2 separate regions of the Sus scrofa genome follow, and region 1 is linked to region 2. A link is a contact called in public Hi-C data. All regions are on one chromosome and are shown on one strand. Each heading gives the region's core, a stretch centred on a gene start, on an enhancer-like site or on the middle of the called end of the contact. The rest is flanking DNA. Distances are from core to core; before and after follow the strand shown. Region 1 holds the start of SLC30A4 (solute carrier family 30 member 4). Region 2 holds the start of BLOC1S6 (biogenesis of lysosomal organelles complex 1 subunit 6).

What was found. Hi-C and Micro-C count contacts between places; a contact is called where the count stands out from the background.
Region 1: a Hi-C map of skeletal muscle shows a contact between it and region 2, with 2.9 times the contacts expected there. The contact joins the promoter of SLC30A4 here to the promoter of BLOC1S6 in region 2. A contact is called at or near these places in 1 of 5 promoter capture datasets (liver), 12 of 47 Hi-C or Micro-C datasets (adipose tissue, blood, brain and 6 more) and 2 of 2 datasets of contacts at active chromatin or transcription factors (alveolar macrophages and skeletal muscle).

Annotation. Positions count from the first base shown.
Region 1 is chr1:126,235,560-126,238,945 of Sscrofa11.1, reverse strand. It overlaps SLC30A4 (solute carrier family 30 member 4), which reads right to left and starts at 1,588. Exons shown (of 7, transcript NM_001130972.1): 1 at 1,151-1,588. The coding sequence starts at 1,541.
Region 2 is chr1:126,182,765-126,186,226 of Sscrofa11.1, reverse strand. BLOC1S6 (biogenesis of lysosomal organelles complex 1 subunit 6) reads left to right here and starts at 1,414. Exons shown (of 5, transcript NM_001098592.1): 1 at 1,414-1,535. The coding sequence starts at 1,454.

The DNA of each region.
Region 1 (3,386 bases), core at 339-2,838, 53 kb before region 2:
GAAATGCATATAATTTTCCTGACATAACCTCCAACCAGCCAGCATCTTAAATCTGGACTGACACCTCTGTTCTTGTCATGGTTCATCATTAAGAGAACACAGGAGAATAGGAGTCCCTGTCGTGGCTCAGCGGAAACCAATCTGACTAGTATCCATGAAGACCCAGGTTCCATCCCTTGCCTTGCTTAGTGGGTTAAAAGTCTGGCATTGCTGTGTGGTATAGGTTGAAGATGCGGCTCGAATCCAGCGTTGCTGTGGCGAAGGCCAGTGGCTACAGCTCCAATTCGATCCCTAGCCTGGGAACTTCCATATGTTGCAAGTGTGGCCCTAAAAAGAAAAAAGAAAAAAAAGAGAACACAGGAGAATAATCACTTATTCTGCTGCAGCGTCACTTTATAAATTGTCACTAAGAGAAGTTAGTGCTCACACTAATGTGACTGTGCAATTAATCTCTGAGAATGTATTTTCTAGTAAGAATATATTACTTGAATAATGAAAAAATGAAAAATAAAACCAAGTTCCTAAAACCTGGGGGGCCATTCTGGCCTTCAGATCCTCTTTACAATGAAAAACTTTGAGCTTAGTCAGTAGTGTTTGGTTTTGCAAATTTCTTGGATATAAATACAAAAGGAAATAGTAAGAGAACACAATTCAAATACAGAGGAAAAAAATCTGAACAATGGAACTGTAGCTGTAGTTCTTCAATTACCCACTTCAGACCCCTTAAAAAAGGTGAAGCAGGTGTTCGGTAAAGTCCCTTGATACTGTAGAAGTTTATGATTCTAAATAATTTTAGAATCATTTACTATTTTAAATGTTGCACAATTAACCTGGTGTTTTATCAGAATTTTTTTTTTAAAGAGGAAGTTACATGATTATAATGAAGATAATGTCCTTAACCTTACAATAGATAATACAGTGTTGGGAGAACTAAAAGAAAAAGTCAAAGTTATCTCTGGAAGTTTATGTTGTACCTAGGTAGATCTGTACTTTGGAACCGTGTGGCCTTTTCACATCACCAGATCAGTATCCTGATAAATAATAAGCTTCCTGAAAAGAAAGTTTAAACCTCAAATCAGGTGTAACTATACCACTTGACAAAGACTCTTCAACCAAGATAAATGGAAAGTGAGTTGGCAACACAACTCACCTACAAGTTCTCCAATCATGAAAAGCAAGTAAAGAACGGCAGCAATGGTCAGTCTGGTTTTCACCTTTCTCTGCTTCAGCAACTCTCTCCGTTTGCTGCAGTTGTCACAGGGGTCCACCTTCAAACTCAGCTGACTGTTGGTCAAAGGTAAGTCCTGGTCCAGCAAGGAATCATCGTCGGCCTGAAGGGCCGGGTGCGCCCCGTTAACAGGCCTTTCCTGGGTTTCAGAACCATCGTCGGCCACCACAACTCGAAGTTTGTTAAACCGAGAAAGCCCCTCGTCCCCCGCCTCCTCCGAGAAGTCGAAGGCGCTGGTGTCATTTAAAAACAACGGCGCATCATCCTTCCTCAGCAGAGATTTGAGGCGCTTCCACGCGCTGGATCCGGCCATGGCAAAGGCTGAGCAGCTGCGGCGCCAAACGGCTCGGTGCAGGCTGACGGCCGGCGGCTCCTACTTCACCCGAGCGCTAGTTCCCGAAGGCACTGCCATACGTCCCTCCCCATCCTGAGGGAAACGAAACACGTTATAAATTAAAGGCGCCCCAACAGAGCCCACAAGTTCCGAAGCTCCGGACGGCGAGGGCTCCGGGGCTCCGAAAGGGGGCAGCGCTCTACCTGGGGCGCAGCCGCCGGGCCGCCGCTCATCTCCCCACCCCGGGCCGGCTCGGCGGGGCCGGCTCGCACAGCTCAGCCCCGGGCAGCGGGGGACCGGGGCCGTCCTCGTGCCTGAGGCGCCAGCAGCTCCAGGCCGGCTCCCCGCGTCTGACAGGTTCGGGGCTGGACGCCCGCGGCCGCCGCCTCTCCCCGCCCTGCGCTAGACCGCGCGCGTGCGCCGGAGCGGCCGCCGGCGAGGCGCGCGAGGGAGGGGTCGGCACGGGGACACGCAGGCGGGGCGCGCGGGCCCGGGCGCCCGCGAGGGGCGGAGCAGGGGCGCTCGCCGCGCTCCCCCGCCGCCTACCCGGCTCCAGGTCTCGGCGCCCACAGGCTCGCCTCGGCCCGGGGACATTCACAAGTGAAGCTGCCGGGCTGCGCGCGGCCGTTTCTCTTCCCGAGGCTGGAAGGCGTGAGCGGACTGAGCTGGGGTCCGCGGGCTAAGTGGGTCGATTCGAACGGTCCCACCCATCCAGGGCTGGGCGTTGCTGCCCGGAGTTCACCCCACTGAAGGAGGCCCTAGGGAATCCTGGGTTAAGATCTGGGTTGCGTGCGGATGCTCAGCAGAAAACGAATATAAGCGTCTTCTTGCTAAGTGGGAAGCTGAGCACCTTTTCTCTCCTCGAATTGCTGCTTCTCTGGCTAGCTGACAGAATTTGCTGCACAGTCAGGGCAACTTGGAGAGGGCAAGACTTGTGGTCGTCATCAGTTCTATATCCTGCTTCGTATTTACTGTTGCTTTTCAGCAAATATGTGTTCTCTCTGCTCTAATTGCCACTGGTCCTTTTGCCTCCAAGGTATTTCAGTGCTAAACCCAAGCACAGAAGATCTAGTAGAGGTTTCTGTTCTGGTCGTTTGGTTCTGTTTAAAAAGAATTTAAAAGAATTACGTTTTCAGTAGTAGCTTTTAATTTAGATGTAAATTTTAGTGGGAAAATGAAATGGCTTCCCCCTTCTCCTGTGATTCTCTGAATGGGTTTTACGGGATTCAGAGGCATTAAACGTATGTATATATTTTGGTGGGTATAAGTATTTTCCTGACTATTTTCTTTTAGCCTTCATCCATATTGTCAAATGGAATTCAGACTCAAATAAGATTTAAAACAACACTGCCAGGAGAACTCAGAGCAAGCCCCCTAGGTTGGAGTTGAATTGTAATGCAAACACATTTATCTGGTGTTTATAAATGTATTTTTAACAACAGTATACATGGATCACCAAATTTCAAGTTACAAAAAATACAGTCAAAGGTCATATGACACACCATTGTCCCCTGAAGATCCAGATAACACTTTAAAATCTTGCATGCCTCTAGTGCAAGAGCACCGACTGCTTTTGGAATCCAGGGGAGTCCTTCCATTTTGAATGTCTATAATATTCCTTCGGAGAATGCAGCCATGGGAGTCAGATTAGGAATCAGGTCATTGTCAACAGAAGGGAGAAAATTTCTTGAAGATTGCCTTCTATTTATTTATTTATTTATTTTTGTCTTTTTAGGGCTACACTTAGGGCATATGGAAGTTCCTAGGCTAGGGGTCAAATCAAAGATGTAGCTGATGGGATATGCCACAGCCCTGGCAATGCTG
Region 2 (3,462 bases), core at 165-2,664:
CTTCTGCCTCCCCTTTCCAGTTTTGAAGTCCCTTGTGATTATGTTGGTCCCCACTCAATAACCCTGGGTAATTTATTTTATAAGTCATAGTACTAACAACCTTAATTACCCTTTTGTGGTGAAATGACATATTCACAGGTTCTGGGGATTAAGTCTGTGGATATCTTTGGTGGGGGGATTATTCTCCTTACCACAGGTAGTAAGAAGCAGCTAATCTTGAGAGGAAAGGAGGCCAAAAGACGAAGGGGTGTGAATGCACTGATGAGAGTATTGGGGAACAGGTGCAAGTCTCTGAGGCTTGACATAAATTCTCATTTAAAATTTTTTTAAAATTTAATTTTACTTTTGCTTTTTAGGGCCGCGTCTGCAGCATATGGAAGTTCTCAGGCTAGGGGGTCGAATTGGGAGCTGTAGCTGGCAGCCTACACCACAGTCACAGCAAAGCCAGATGTGAGCCCTGTCTGTGACTTACACCACAGTTCATGACAGTGCCGGATTGCTGACCCACTGAGGGAGGCCAGGGATCGAACCCACATCTTCATGGATACTGGTCGGATTGGTTTCTGCTGTGCCACAATGGGAACTGCCAAATTCTCATTTTTTTGAAGATTAGAGAGAAGATGGCAGAGTGGTAGGACTCGAGTTTTTTTTTTTTTTTTTTTTTTTTTTTTTTAAGACACCTTGCCTGCAGCATAAGTTATTTGGGGTGCAACATTAGGAGGCCACTATTACAGTCTAAGTGAGAGGGTCGAAGGTAAAGAGGCGTTTTATTGGGTCTGACGCTGCTTCTGCCCATTTCTAAGTGTTTTTCATTAAAGTTCGTGACATCATCCCTTAGGATCTCAGTAAGTGCAGTTTTCAGTAATTTGGCTGAATCTGTTCAGTGGATGCTGCAACCCAGGCCTAATAAATTGGTCAGCTACAATCAACAGGAGGAAAAGGAATCCCGGGAAAACCTCCAATTAGTAAGGCTGAAGAGAGCTAAAGGTTGACTTTTTAATAGGTCCAAATTTGCAGGGTCCTTGTTCTCAAGGCGTTTCCTTAGGCAGACACAAAACTGAAAAGCTGCACAGACTTACTGAACCAAGTCCGGCTGCTCGCCCATGCTCAACACAGTGCGTTCCAGTCTTCAGAGACACTCCTGGGAGCAGCCCCTTCCCGTCACCACCCCTTCTCATCCCCGCCTCCTACCACCGCTACACAGCCGACTCTACTCAGACCACTTCCTAACCAGACAACCTCTTGAGCGCAGAGTCCCGGAAGTGGGGGTGAAGGGGTGGAAGGCAAGAAGGGGGTGGGGCGGACCGTGGTCAAGTGCCTTGGGCCTGACGCATTCCGCTTCTGTCACTTCCGGGTGCGACCGTCGCTTTTGTCCGGGTAGGCTCTGGACTCGTTCGGTACTTACTGCCTCTGACTGTACAGCTGCCCCTTGCCAATTCCCAGCGGACGGGACATGAGTGTCTCTGGGCCGCCGCCCCCGGACAGGGTCCTGCCAGGGCCACTTGACGGCCTGGGGGCCGAGGACATCACGCCTGGTACGTGCTTTGGGGCGGGGCGGGCGGCTGGGACCCGAGTGGATGGGTCTCCGGGAGTAAGAGTAAGTGGGCCGTTTCGCAGGAATAAGATGCTTTTGGTGCCGCGGCCTGGAGGCTTTGGCCCCAGCGCGGAAGTATGGTTATATTGCCTAACCTCCAATCGAAAGCAGGGGAGGGGAAATGAGGTCTGGAGGGGAAGCGGTGTTTGGGGTGCTGTTGGTGGAGGTTGATGATGAAGCCATTCTGAGTTTGTGTGTTGACTCCAGCACACTCTTACACGTTAGGGGTTTAGGATGAATTTCTCAGAAGGATAATAGGTTTGTGATTCAGAGAACTGATGTATCCAGTTTTATTGACCACTTACTCATGAAATGCTCGTCTTGCATGTTGACCTTACTGCATCCCTATTTCTCCAGAAGTCTTCTCATCCTGAGTTCCAGGAGAGATTTAAGCCCTAATGGCTTAGGACGTCTATTGAATGTAGTGAATTGACTTGCTGTGCATCCGCAATGGTACTATGTATTTACCGTCCTTGGGAGAATTGAGAAGATAGTCAAAGCAGTTACTGTGTTCTGTGGTTCAGATGAGGTGCCCTAGGTGCAGAAGGCTGCAGGACTTTGGACGTGCCTTTACTTGTACTTCCTGTTGCAAAATTTCAGGAGTTACCCCCAAATAACTCAGCGCTTTCTTGGTCGTGCTTTTCCTCAGTGATCTCCCTCTTTTCCCACCTGCACAAGTTTATTCTATAAATATGGCTTCTTTGTGTACAAGTGCAGCTCGGGTCCCTCTCTGCTTGCTCCTCCATCCGCTTGTTGGGTACTTTGACGTGGTTGTTTTGCACTAATCTCACATATAGCATGTACATAAATAAAAGTAGATATTTGATCCTATTAATGGTGCCAAGTCCCTATGACTTGACATTACTCTTGACTCTTCTCACTGGCCTCCTACCTCTATTTAGGGGATTCTGTTCTACAATTTCCATCTCCTTTTTGCATTTCACTGCTACAGCAACAGTTGTAAGGCTAGTGCCCTTCCAGTCCTTTACTCTTTCATTCCATCTAGCTCCCTGTCACGTCACTTCCCCAAGATAAAGCTCCTATCATGTTGTTTCCTTACTTGGAAACCTTAAATGGCTCCTTACTACTTACTAAACTAAGGGCCAGATACATTAGATTAGCACCCAAGAGTTCTTGAAGGCTGGCCACAACTCACTACTGCATGTGTCTTATGCTCCAGACGTCCCAAACTAACTTCTTTCCAGAGCAATCCTATATTCCCACCTTGCCTCATGCTGCTTCCTCTACCTGTATTGCATCCCTTTCTCTCCTAGTCTGGCATTATTACCCATTTGGAAATAGCAGCCCATGTAGATTGTTAGTGGCAGTGTAAATTGGTGCCATCTCTTAGGAAGGCAGTTTTCCAGTGTCTGTTAAAAAAAAAATACTTGAAATCTTTGTCCCATTAATCTATTCCTAAGAATTTATCCTTCAGAAACAGTGGCATGAATATGCAAAGACAAGTAAGGAGACTCATGCAACATTGTTTGAAATAGCAAAAAGTGAAAATGTGTCATTTTTCTGTGAGTTATCTTAGTCTACATGGGCTGCTATAACAAAATAACAGGCTGACTTGAACCACAGACATTTATTCCTTGAAGTTCTGAAGGCTGTGAAATCCAAGATTTAGATTTGGGCAGAATATGTTCCTTGAGAGGACCCTCTTCTGATTTGCAGATGGTTGCCTTCCACTTGTGGCCTCACATGGTAGAGGGAGAGTTCTGGTCTCTCTCTCTCTCTGTTAAGGACAGCAATCCCATCATGGGGACCTCTACCCTTAGACTTCATCTAAACTTAATTACTTCCCAAAGACTTCCACCTCTAAATGCCATTACATTGGAGGTTTGAGCTTCAACATATTAATTTTA